Linked DNA regions of Columba livia: region 1 is linked to region 2. Evidence: chromatin contacts called from public Hi-C data. All regions are on one chromosome and are shown on one strand. Each heading gives the region's core, a stretch centred on a gene start, on an enhancer-like site or on the middle of the called end of the contact. The rest is flanking DNA. Distances are from core to core; before and after follow the strand shown.

Region 1 (7,088 bases), core at 3,160-5,659, 320 kb after region 2:
TGAAATGAAGTTAATGGTATAGTTTTAAAGCCGCCATTCAGCCTTTCCATTGAGACAGATGGCTTTTACTTACAGTGCTTCCTCTGGCATTCAGCGCAAGATTTGGCAATCCTCTCTGGGTCTGGTTCTCAGCAATTCTGTGTCATGGGGGCAGTGAGTGCCTTCAGCGCACATAATAGTGCTGTAAAAGCCAGAAAACAACAACAACGAAAAAGGGCCCTTTTCTAGCCAGTTTACCCCTTTTCCATCTGACAGAAGTGACTTTCTTTCCTGGTCCCAAAGTCAAGACATGCTGAGCGCTGAGCTGGTGCTGGTCTCTGCCAGCGAGTGTAGAAGGTGCAGGCGTTAGAGAACAAATGCTGAGAGAACACTTAAGTCTGCAAAAAGCACCAAATCCCCCTTTAATGTCCTTTTCAGGGAATAAGAGATCCCTGGGTTAACTGGGACAACGAAGAGGCAGCTTTACCACCATGTGAAGCTGGGCTGCATTGTTTGATGGAGGGAAGGACACAGATTCATAGAATCACTTTGGTTGGAAGAGACCCTTAAGATCATTGAGTCCAACCATAAACTAAATCTAGTACTAAATCTAAGAACCTTGTCTCCATGTCTGTCCAGCCCTCCAGGGATGGTGACTCCAGCGCTGCCCTGGGCAGCCTGTTCCAATGCCCAACAGCCCTTTGGGGAAGAAATTGTTCCCAAGATCCAACCTCAACCCCCCCTGGCACAACTTGAGGCCGTTTCCTCTTATCCTGTCACTTGCTACTTGGGAAATGAGACCATGGCCCAAGGGGATGAGTGGGAAGGTACAGCTCTTCTTCCCATCACCCACTAAACCTGGGAAATTCAACTGGCTTCTGGCCCAATTTCAAATCATCGTAACCTCGTTTTTGTAAGAGGGTTACTCCTGGTTTATGCAGGAGCGAGTTAAAGCCAAGTATCAAATCTAACGGACCTGATTCTGTTCATATTTACACCAGCATAACCTAATGGCGGTACTATTAATAATTCACAATTAAAAGTCAAACAACTCACTACTGCTCAGTGAATAATCATGGTGGTTTCTTTCCTTCCCTGCCAGTAAATCCAGTATCTACTGACACTGACAAGTGTTGATCTGGTCTCAAATGGAGTATTATGGGACAAATAAGTATGTGAGAGAGATGGTGACACTCGATGCATCTACCTCTGAGTTGCCTCTTGTGATCTTCACCAGCTCCATGCATCCTTCACTCTGCAGAGCCCACCGTCCCCTCTCTGACCCAGCTTTGGGGTCCCCTTCAGCACCTCCCTCTATTTTCATCCCTGAAAAGACAGGAATCAAGGCACAGGGACCAAAACAGGGCTAAATCGGACAGAAGGAATCACCTTCACAAGAAGGCTTGGATTCTGCTGTTGACAGAGCAGCATAGAGCCCTGGGATAATTGGAAAATGCTGCATTTGGACAAATCTTGTGCATAATATATTGCTCCTTTCATGGAACACAATGGCGCTATTAGTTTCTCTTCTATCTCCTCTGAAGGCAGCGAGGGCACCAGGAGATGCAAGTTACACCTGAGCCAAGCTCCACTCTTCTGAGACAACTAGTTTAGCATAAAGCTCAGAAGAGCAGAAAGCAGAACATTGTCAGTCATGAGCTTTTAATTCTCAAAGTAGCTCCTGAAAAAGATAAGATAAAGCCAAACCAGATTTACCAACTTCAAAGCACGCAGCAAGGCATTTACAGCATGCTGCGAGAGAAGCAGCTGGTGAAAGCACTGAGGAATAAAACAGGTAGAGCTTCCTTACGGACTTGCTCCTTGTCCCTTCCAGGTTTGTGGAAGTCTCCTGTGATTAGTCCCACCCCATAACCACATTATAGCATCCAGGTAATGCAGGAATGTCTGCTACAGGAATGTTTAAGCAACCGGAATGCAAGTAGAAGCTCTGGAACTGTCTTCTCCAATTAGTTATCCAAGGAAGACTGATATTGAATGACTCTTACAAAGAACGCACAAAGCGCTTTATTGTTGTACAAATCATCAACTTTCGAAGTAAAATGAACCAATTTGCTAATTAAGACTCATGACAATTCATCATCACAGTAACTACGTATTCGAGATGATTCATCACCCCGTAACTGGCTCCTGCGCTCGGGGATGCGGCTCCTTCCCTGCTCATGACTCACCTTGGCCTGGCTCCGGGCGGCTGCTGCTTTACAAAATGAATTTTAAAAATAAATTTTTAAAAAGGTTAAATAAAAAAAAAAGAGGAATGCCCGGCCTTGAGGAGGAGCCCTCCCGAGGCACAGCAATGCCTCCCCTCCCTTGGGCAGCACTTAGAAAAGCTTTTCCCTACATCAAAGCAACCCTGAGAGCTTGGATCGCCCACACAATGTGGCTCTTGACTCCTCTGGTGATCTCTCCGCTTACTAAATGTCTTCCCTCCTCCTCTGCCTCAAGATGGGTAAACAATCTTGCGCCCGTTCAACAGAGGAGGCACCAAACCTCATGACTTACCCAAAACCACACCCGTCGGTGCCTATGCCGTTTCCAGAATACCCCTATCCAAGGAAAGAAGCAACACCAACATTAAGAGATTAATATTTTGTGTTCATCTCTGACGTAGTCTTTCTCCCTTAAACACCACGGTTTGACCTCTCCATCTCAGGTTCACAAAAAGCAGACAAGTCAGTCCCCGGGAGCTGCAGGATGAACATCTCCAAGGGGTTCTGCAGCGCAACGAGGGACTAATCAGACGAGGAAACCCAAGGTACTGCGGCTGCGATGCTACAGGCAGGGCCACACCAGGGAGACACCACAACACTCCAGCTTCCCACCGCAAGCACAGCAATAGTGTTCACACACTGCGGGAGTGGAACCTCCTGTCCCCGTGGGATGGCACTGCGAGGACAAACCAAAATTCATGTAACGAAGGAGCCTGTGAGGGCTCCCAGCCCTCAGCACCCATCCCATTGTGCTGGCAAAGGCAGCTGTCTGCAACCACCCCGATCACCTGCCAGCCCCGAGCAGGACATTTCAGTTTTAACCGCCTTGAACTGGTCTGAGGTAGCTCCACTGGCCTCCGTAATTCAAGGTGTAACCTCTCCGGGAGTCCTTTCCTTGCTTTGCTGCTCCACTCGCCTCCTGGGTGCTCAGGATGGGCTGTGTGATGTAAATCAACCTGCTGCAGGCTGGATTTTTCTGGAGCTGGGGGAAATTGGCACCTCCGAAGCACCAGAGCAAGGTGAGTCTCAGAAATACCACGAAACCGGCCCAGCAGGCTGTGGTGAGGAGGGAAGGATGCTCATCAGCCACACTCTGCCCCACGGATAAAGGATACAAATCTAATCCTTCACACCTCTGAGGCAGCAAGAAGCACCTAGCAGCACTTCCCAAAGACCTGCTGTGTGCTGGGGCTTCAACAACTTCTTCCAAAGGGTTTCTTCAGCTCATCTAGCTGTTTGCAGGCAAATCTCTCAGTGATCACATTCATCATGGCAGTCAGCACATCCACCAGCCCACACAGGGACAAGGATGTGTCCTCAGCTGCACCTTCACAGAAAGCCATCCATCCGACACCGTACAGCAACAGGACAGGAGAGAAGGAACAAGCCAGACAGCAGCCGCTGGCATCTAGTCAAGCAGCGCCCAAGTTGAGCTGTGTTAGCAGCACAATGCTCCCACAGCATCAAGAAGCAGCATAACACAAAATCCCTCCTGGCAACGCGCTGCCTCGCACCTGAACTCTCCGTACATAGAATCACAGAATAGTTTGTGTCAAAGGGACCTTCCAAACTCCCCCAGTGCCCCCCCTGCCATGAGCAGGGACATCTTCACCAGCTCAGGTTGCTCAGAGCCCCGTCCAGCCTGGCCTGGGATGTCTCCAGGGATGGTTCATCCACCACCTCTCTGGCCAACCTGGGCCAGGCTCTCACCACTCCCAGGGGCAACAATTTCTTCCTCATGTCCGGCCTGAATCTCCTTCCTTTAGTTTAAACCCATCACCCCTTGTCCTATCACAACAGGCCCTGCTGAAAAGTCTGTCCCCATCTTTCTTATCAGCCTCTTTTAAGTCCAGAAAGGCCACAGTAAGGTCTCCCCAGAGCTTCACTTCTCCAGCTGAACACCCCAGCTCTCTCAGCCTGTCCTCCCAGCAGAGCTGTTCCAGCATTGCATCATTTCTGTGGCTCCTCTGGCCCCTCTCCAGCAGGTCCATGTCTGTCCTGTGCTGAGGACCCAGAGCCAGATGCAGAACTCCAGGTGGGGTCTCAAAAGACATGACTTTTTTGAAAACAGAATAGCCTTAAATTAAACCATTGCTCACAGGGGGCTGCAAAAACAGGGATGCCACTGGGGAAAATATCTGCAAGGGAAAGACAGCAGCAAACGAAAGGAAAGATGGTTTCCTCCTCCTCCTCCTCCTCAGCAGCATTAGCAACACTGCCCCAGCTGAGAATAAGCCATTTTGTTGCAATTTGAGGTTTATCACTTTGGACTGAGGCTCTTCTCAAAGGACCAGATGCTCCATATTGCACTTGATGAAGCAGGTGGGAGAAATTAAGGGCACATTACACCTGCTTGCTAAAAAGCAACGGCTAGAGGTGGAGCATTACCTTTGCAAGGCCAAAGTCGCAGCTCTGACTCCCCATTTATCTCCAGCCCTGCAGAGGGGAGCAGGCTACTTTTGGAGGCTCACGTAAAGCGCATGAGAGCACCCCGATTTCTCTACCATTTCCAGAAGATGGAGCAAACCCCGGCGTGGCAGGAAAAAGGCTCAAAAGGGTAAAAATCGTTGTATATAAAAGCCAGCTGTGCGAGGCTCTGCTCTCTGATGAGCTGCACCTGCCCCGGTGCGGCCCCTCGGGGTTAAAGCGGGGCTGGGGGGCGGTGTTTCGGGTCCCGGGTGGGCGGTTGTGCCCATGGACGATGTGTTGCCGCTGGAGCGGTACCTGGAGCGCTGCGGCGGGCAGGTAGGCCACGGGAGACTATTAAAAAGTATAAGTAAAAGAAAACTGTCTGAAGCTGCGTTGGCCGGGAATCGAACCCGGGTCAACTGCTTGGAAGGCAGCTATGCTCACCACTATACCACCAACGCTGCGGCGATTAAGCGGCCCCGCCCGCGCTTTAAGTCTAATACAGTCCTGCCTGAGCTGAGCTTGATTAAGCTGGGCTGCCCAGTGAATTTTGCTGCCTTGCGGAGCTCCTCTCTGTCCCCAGACAGCTTAGCCGGCACCTCCAGTCCGGCCTTGAGTAGGGTGATACTGGGATATAGTGGTCCAGCGCTGCTGGGAGGATGGAGAAGCCGTGGAGGGGCTCTCTGCTGCGGGAGCTTTTTCTCATCTGCTGCTGTGCCTTGCTATGGAGTGGTGTTTGTGAGGGCCAGGCTGTGTACCAGAGTATCTTGGCACTGAGGCAGGCAGGAGGCTCAGATCTTTTCATGCTGGTTGGTAAATGTTTGCAAAAACTTTGGGGTTTTTTATATGAAACAGCCATCCCGGGCTGAGGTGGTTGTAGAGGCAACAGGGTGAAGGACTAGAAGAGAACTGGACTCCACAACTGGGCATCATCTTCACCCAGGGAGTCACACAGAGTCACAGAATGTCAGGGGTCAGAAGGGACCCCAAAAGCTCATCCAGTGCAATCCCCCTGCTGGAGCAGGAACACCCAGACGAGGTTACACAGGAACACAGCTTGTTTATGTGCATCCATTGTAAACTGCTTTTCAGCTCAGAAAATCATTTTTGCACAGGCTGTTTGAATCCAGAGACTTCCCAGTGGCAGTCAGTACAGCCCTCTGCATATGGCCCTATAAAGTATATAATGTGGTGAGGTATAACTAGGGGTTTACAAATGCTGCTGAGCTTTTTGTATTCCAGGCTTGCTGGGACAGTTGATAATAGCAACAACGTGTGGGATACCACTGCAGAAAGGAAAAAAAGATGAGTCTGTTGCTTAAAGCAGCTGGATTTGATTTTTTATTTCTGTGTACCTGGGTTGCAGGGATTCCTGCAGTGAGAGTGAAAATGGCTGTTTCCCCTTGAGCTGCCCCAAACTGGAGTGATCTCAGACAGGATCTATGTGTGAAATCTCCTTCCTGGGGCTGCTGGGAGATGTCCAAAGCGCTATGCAGTTGATGGGGCCTTCAGTGGAGTTAATTAACCCAGAGTCTCTAGCAATAGCCCTTGGCAGCCAGCCTGATATAAACATGGTCTTGTGCCCCCTTTCACAGCCTCTGAGCATCTGGCTAACAAGAAGGCAATCTTCCCCAGCGCTTAACCCTATAAAGGCTTTATTTTTCCCTGACCACTTTTGTGAAAACTTGACGAGAAAGAAACCGAAAGCAAATCTTCCTGTCTCCTTTATGCATTTTACTCCTCTGATGCTTTTCTTGATTTGTTTTTTCAGCTGTTTAATGCTTCCAGGCTACTATTTCTCCATCAGCTTCTTTCTCTAAGCTATGCCACAAACTGTCTGCTTTTCATCTCTTTTGTATTTCTTATATTCTCTGATGCCTCTATGATGTGCAACTAGTCCTACAGGCTCACAGTGATGAGGCTGCTTTTGTGCCACCTTCTCTGCATCACAGCTCATACAAAACTTCCTGATTAGCTCCTGTACTACTAAGTTTTACTCCACTGGAGGCCTTGCAGAGGTTGTGCCTTCCTTTCCCTGTTGCTAACTGGAAGAATATCTGTTTTAAACAGATATATTTTAGCTATTCCATAGCTTATTGTTATTTGTAACTGTTAATACATTTGTATCTGACCTCTCAAAGCTTAGTGCTCCTGGGTCCTGTTTCCTGAAGAGCTGAGGTGTTAAGGTCTTTAAGGGTTTAAGGTGTTAAGGCCTTCTGCCCTAAATGATCTTGTATGGGGCTCTGCACCTGGAAGTCAGTTTTAGAAGCAAGTTTTGAACCTGGGTGTTCATGATGCTTTCAAAGCTAGACCTGATCATGTCGGTATTCAAGCTAGCAAAGGTTCTCTAGGAGAATTTGTCTCTTGGTGGGGGTTTTCCAAGTGCCTACAGGCAAATATGCTGCCGAGTAAGTGGGAGCAGATATCTCTGTGTGCGTGGTTGTGTTCATTGAGTTAATTAGCATAGAAGAT
Region 2 (6,415 bases), core at 3,044-5,543:
AGCCTGGCCCAGGTTGGCCAAAGAGGTGGTGGATGAACCATCCCTGGAGACATCCCAGGCCAGGCTGGACGGGGCTCTGAGCAACCTGAGCTGGTGAAGATGTCCCTGCTCATGGCAGGGGTGGCACTGGATGAGCTCAGAACGTCCCTTCAACCCAAACCATCCAACAATTCCATGACAGGGGTCTCCAGCTCACCATGCCTTTGCAATGAGCCTTTATCCTCCAAATCATCAGCATCTGCTTTTCAAACTTGGGAGAAAACCTCTAACGTTGGGCTGATCCAAAGTGAAGGGCAAGGCTAAATCCAGCAAAAAATGGTTTCCTTGCAGTAGGTAACTGCTACAAAAGAAGTGCCAGAGACAGTTGCTGGATGCCCTGTGACCACCAAATGTGTGTGTGCAGATGGGGAATTTCCAGTAAAGGAAAAATAAAGGAAAAAAAGCTTTTCTCATACCTGACACAAAGCCTGGAGGCCACACATGGTTCCCATGTCCGATCACTTCATCTGGTGGGAGGGCCAGGAGCTCCCATCAGGAGCATCATGACCTGTGCAAACGTGAACTTCTTTGTGGTACCTAAATCAAACCAAATCAATAAATATTCTTTGCTTAAGACATCAAGTTGCAAATTACACTCTGCAAAGTATTAAGGCTGTTATCATTCACCAGTAGCTAGCACTGCTAGAATATGTTTTGGGTAACGGAAAGTCCCATTCATGTACAAAAATTACTGAAAAGCATTTTATGTTGTAAATAAAAAATGCTGATTAGTGTAAAAACTTTACACAATGTTTCAGTAGCATTGTAATAGATATAACTAGAAGAATTAGAGAAGTTAGTTTGTAAAGTACTGATTTGAAATAGACACCTTATATTTTATGAAAAATGGGTGATCAGTTGTTAATATTTTTATAATTAAATCTAGTTAAACAGAAGAATAGAAGTGCTTATGAAAGTAGATTTTCTGGCATAATTGAATCAAATACACTTTTTTTGACAATATAGAGAATAGAAATATTAATATGAGATGAACCTTTCCAAAAGACAGAGGCAACCCCAACCCCAAATGTTATGACCTCCAAACTCTGCCTTTCCTTGTGTCCTGCCCTCCGCATCCCTCACCAACAGTGGGAAGGAAACATAGTCACCATTGGCAAAATCATCAAAAGCCCTTGGAAGACCCTCAGGAGATCAAACAGGCACCGCTTCGAGGGTCTTGTCATTTCTCCCATTCCCAAACTGGAGTTTACTCTTTGGGTAGGACAAGAGCTTTTTTTTTTCAGTCCATTTCAAATACACATTTGGATGAGTGATAAGTTTGAATATAAAGCCATATGGAAAAAATAACCCTTTGCAGAGTGATGCAGAGTAAGAAACCTGCTGCTGAGTAACTTGGAAGATGACTAAATAAATGAAAAGTCATTACAGACAGCAACACCACTAAAATACAGAGATAAATGAACCCATAATATTTGATTAGAATAACTCCCTTGTGCTCCTGCAGACCTTCCGGCCAGCCCATCATCCCAACTACCCAAACATCGACTCCTTTGCCTCTGTGGCAGAAACAGGAGCCGTTTCAGCAGGACCAAAGTCCTGGTCTTGGTGAGCTCGAGGGTGGTTTCTCTGCAAGTTTTGGGTGTGCTCAGCCAGAAGAATCAGCCTGTAACTATAAAGCATCCTGGGCTACCCCGCGGTCCTGCTCGGATGCTGCTGTGTTGTCCGTAATGGTAATTAGAGTCCGTGCTTCGGAAAGGAGCATCACTTACCTGCAGAAACAATATCCTTTAAAGAAAGCGGCCTGTTGTTTTTCTGTTTCAGCTTCCCAAAGTGTCATCTTTTTCATCCCCAGGTGATGTTGTCTCTCTTGGGCAGGAGGGTCTGGCTGGATGGTGCCTGAGCATCCCTGCGCCCTCCGGGCTTGGGCATTAGATGGCAGCAGTACCCAGGGATGGAGCCGCAGCTCAACATCCCCCCCACCCCGCATTTCCCCCCCTTCCCTGCGCCAGCCAAGGACATAATTATCGGGTTGTGGTAATTTCTGCAGACCAGAGGGCTTCGCTCGTATTGTGCATTACAGGGCAGCAGCAAATATTGGACATTGGCAGTGAATATGAAGGTGTTTCGGGAAGCAGCGTTGGGTTGTCAGCGTTATTCCGGGTGTGTTGCTGACCGTGGCCTTTAGACCATCTTTGGGATTGATCCCAAAGCAGCTCTACCCTCATCCTCAGCTGAGGTTCGATGAGAAGCAGCTACTCCAGAAGTAGGGGGGTGGGTGATGGTGCTGAGCACACAGTGGTGGGGGCAACAAGCTGGGGATGGTTCCCACAGATTCTCTGCTGATCCATAAAGAGATGCAAGATCACCTCCTTGCTCCACCCAGAGAAGTTATCTACTGGGAAAAAATACAGGAAAAACATTGCTTTTGGTAGCACAAATTAGGGCCAACTTTAAATTTGGGGTGGTGGGGCTCAAGGTGGGTCATTGAGATACCCTGCCTGACTTTTGGAAGCAATTTGCAGGAGGAAAAGTGATGTTTCAACCTCCGGACGTGATTTTGGGCCAAACAGTCTGTGTCCCACAGGGCCCTGGTGTCACAGGGACTGACACATCACAAGTACCCTCATGCCCAATGGCAGCAAAACACGTAACTCCCTGAATCAAAGTGGCCAAAGAGGGATGCTCTGTTAAATCCCCGGTGTGAGTTGAGAAATCCCCATGGCTTTTTGGTGTCATGGGTGCTGTTCAGGAGATGCTGGGGGCTCCTTTTGTCCCAGGGCCAGCTGCACAGCCTGCGGCAGAGGGGATGTGGCCACCAGCCCAAGGTGTCACTGGGACCATGTGCAGCTGCAGCTCCATCCAGAGCACTGGAGCTGCTGGAAGCTGCTGGGAGATACTGGGAGCTACTGGGAGCTGCAATGGGGTCCTCTGCTAACAAAAACCCTCAGCCCCATGCCCGACCCACTGGGCAGGAGTCAGAGAGCAGCTGTTTAATGGGTATTTTCATAAACAATTCTATTTTCAGCCCTAGCTCGCTAGTTTTGTTCTCATCAGGAACAGATCATTACTGAGTTTAAAAAAAATGGAGAAGGAAAACAGATTTCTTTGCTGTTGCTGCAGCAAATCCATGGAAGCACAAGGCGACTTCTAAGGCACAGTATTTGGTTTTTTATCTGACGCATCCACTCACACAGTCTCACATGGTCTTATCTTCCATCCTGATAACGGCTCCAGAGAAAAACCCAGCAGAGAAATTAGCAATCAAGAGCAATTTTATCAGGTCTGTGTGACAAACGCAGGGGCAGAAAGCAGCATGTCCTTTGGCCCCTCCAAGACAGGAGTGCCTGGAAACCAAAGGGTTGTTTCACAAAACAGGTCAGAATGATGATGTGGCTGTAGGGTTCTTTTCTTCAAATGCCCAAACCCACACCCTGTGGGGAGCAGCAGGTTTTGGCTGAACCCCTCAGCTGGTTTTGCTCTGGAGCCCAAGTAAAGATGCTGATCCCCAACTGCCTACCGTATAATGGTTGGACTCGATGATCTTAAAGGTCGTTTCCAACCAGAATGATTCTATGACAAACAGCACAGCAGTACATAGGGTGATGTAGATGACCCCTGTAAGCAGCATCCCCCCAGTTCTCTTCTCTGCAAATGCAAAGCCCTTATAGAAAAAAGTAAAGTAAAATAGAAAAAAGATTGGATATATTACAGAAAAAAGCACAGACAAGCTGACCACAGTCTCCAAACCTGGGAAACAGCATTTTTCTGGGCCAGGTCAGGGTCTGGCATCATGTGCCCCCCTGCCCAAATATTCCAGCCAGAGCCACGCTGTGCCTTGCAGAGCGAAAAACCAGCAAGCTGCACATAAGCAAGTTAAATAGATCAATATTATCCAAATTTATATTTTAAAAAAACAAACCAAAAAACCCCAACAACAGCAAAAAAAACCCAGATTGCCTATAACCTTGGGCTGTACCCTTTCCTGGTCTCGCTGATGAGATGCAGCAGCTTTCCTGCCAAGAAGGAGTCACAGGACTTGCCAAGCGCTATCGAGCAGCTCTGCCCTCATGACTCAGGGGGATTTCGTGCCTTATCACATGTGCACTGCAGTGATTTCCAACGGCTGGGGGCGGGAGGGGGAAGCAGGAGGTCACATTCACACATATTGTGAAAAAAAGATCCTTAATTACTCCCCCAAGGGCTGTTTCGGAGCTACCGTAGGGCCAAAAGCGAGATTCAAAACGTTCATTAAGGAAGTTGGCAGACAGATGTGCCCGGATCACCGAGTCACAATATGGTCCCTGACCTTCAACAGGGAGTTGGGAACCTGAGCACCGTGTAATGAAAGCGGAGGATGGAAGAAGACGTTTAAAGCAGCCCTGCTCATCGAGCATTGCGAGGGAGGTAAGATGTGGTGGGGAGGACGCTATGGAAATTTTTCTGGCTGGTGAATTTGCTGTGTGCAACATACGGCAGCGCCAAGAGAGGGCAGCCCAAGCCGCCACATCGCTGCCTGGCTCTTCCCAAATCTGTACACTGAGCTACTAGGATGTGTGAGCAAGCAGGAAAATATAAAATAAATAAAAATATAAAATAAATGAAATGAAATGAAATAAAATAAAATAAAATAAAATAAAATAAAATAAAGTAAAGTAAAATAAAATAAACCAAAATAAAATAAAATAAAATAGAATTAAATTAAAAAGAAAATAAAATAAAAATAAAATAAACCAAAATAAAATGTATAATAAAATATAAAATAAATAAAATAATATAAAAAATAAAATAAAATAAAATAAACCAAAATAAAAATAAAATAAAATAAACTTAAAATAAAATAAACCAAAATAAAATAAAATTAAAATAAAATAAACCAAAATAAAATATATAATAAAATAGAAAATAAAATAAACCAAACTAAACTAAACTAAACTAAAATAAATAAAAGAAAAATTAAAAAAGGGGTTTCTAGCCCAAATCCCAGATGCAAAAACACTGGGAGAGGAAATACAGGAGATCCCAGCTTTGAACGGATGGAGAAGCTGAAGCCATGAGTTTGCAAACTGCCTGTGAGCAAGACAATTTTAAAGGATGTGAGGTTAATCTCTACCCTGATAATAAGGGACCGTGGGGGGGAACATGTGCTGAAGTGAGGTGCCCCAGTGCAATGGCCGCGTTTCACCCTGTGCAAGGGAAAACGAACCGAGGGCCCAGGGGCTGAGGTGCTCAGCTGCTTTATTTTCCAAATGTTTTAGGAAAATAAAAAGAAGAAGCTGAGAAAGTTTCCCATCCAGGGTGTAAATCAGGCTCGTGTGCCCATGGCAGTAGATCTCACCCCTGGGAGTGGGGGGGCAGTGATTTTTCATGCTAGTGGCTCTGGTTTTGCTCTCCCCCTGTTCCCCCCCCAGAGCCCATAAAGGTCTTTTCCTTGCAGAAAGAGTCCGTTTTGTACATTTCCTGAGTCTTTAATAAATAGCGACAATAAAACCCGTGGAGATGGGGTAATGGACTGTGTCGATGTGCAAACATGTCTCGAGGGCATTCCCAAGCAAGTGGCTTTAGCTCAGCGGCCCTAATTGTGGGGGAGAAGCAGGTGGGGTGCATTCAAAATGTGCATTATTCCCAGCCCCGGCAGAAACACTGAGCCTCTTTTTTTCCCCATTTCAATGCAGATTTGGGCAGCCTTAGAAAGCAAACACATTTGGCTCAGGGGAAGAGAATAACACCTCCCAAGCTATAGCTCCCCAAGGGTTTGGGGAAGGGTTTTATCCCTGTTTGTGGCACTGGATATTTTCCTTTCTGAAAGAGAACAAAACCACAAGAACACTTGTTTTTTCCCCTCTGACAGTGCCCAGCTAAAGCTGGGTTACATCCAAGAGAGAATTCAGAGATGGCATTGGGGAAAATCCAGGACATCAGGATGAGGATCTGCCCCTGAAGTGTCTGAATTTTACCCGGGGAAAAATTAATTAATCAGGAAGATAAAAAAAAATTACCCAGCAAATTCCCTCAATGTGTTGTACAAATTGAAAGCAATGTTAATGTTGATTTATTGATCTGGAAAGGTACTTACATGTATAAAAGCAGCAAGGGTTCGTCTATAGCATCAATAACGTAACAGACCTGCTGTCTCTAAGCTTGTGAGCCTTTTATCAGTGAGTAAAATTCATCATGCAAGAGGGACACAGAAGGAAAAAGAAAAAGCAAAACCAAAAAACAGCAACAAAAAAAACCCAGGAAACTTTACTTTTCCTTAAAAAAATATATAAATAAAAAGAGGAGAAGCTGTATAACGAGCCAATTATCCCACAGAGAGCCAAGGAGTCAACTAGTTTGGGAATCAAAGCAGTGATGGGATGGAGCAGCGAGATCACAGGCACATCTGTGGCTCAGGGAGCAGTTACTTGAACAACTC

Evidence for each region. Hi-C and Micro-C count contacts between places; a contact is called where the count stands out from the background.
Region 1: a contact with region 2 is called in a Hi-C map of crop, with 3 times the contacts expected there. The contact joins the promoter of TBPL2 here to the enhancer-like site in region 2. A contact is called at or near these places in 2 of 2 Hi-C or Micro-C datasets (crop and liver).

What each region holds. Positions count from the first base shown.
Region 1 is chr5:4,075,908-4,082,995 of bColLiv1.pat.W.v2, forward strand. It overlaps TBPL2 (TATA-box binding protein like 2), which reads left to right and starts at 4,410. Exons shown (of 7, transcript XM_065063143.1): 1 at 4,410-4,583. The coding sequence starts at 4,521. TRNAG-UCC (transfer RNA glycine (anticodon UCC)) reads right to left here and starts at 5,077; the gene lies at 5,006-5,077.
Region 2 is chr5:3,759,293-3,765,707 of bColLiv1.pat.W.v2, forward strand. The region is part of intron 1 of TMEM260 (transmembrane protein 260); the gene reads right to left. Among named protein-coding and RNA genes, the nearest start is that of PELI2, 110 kb to the right of the region's middle. Within about 2 kb of position 4,294, at least 1 of the 3 cell types and tissues checked has an H3K27ac peak away from gene starts, as active enhancers do.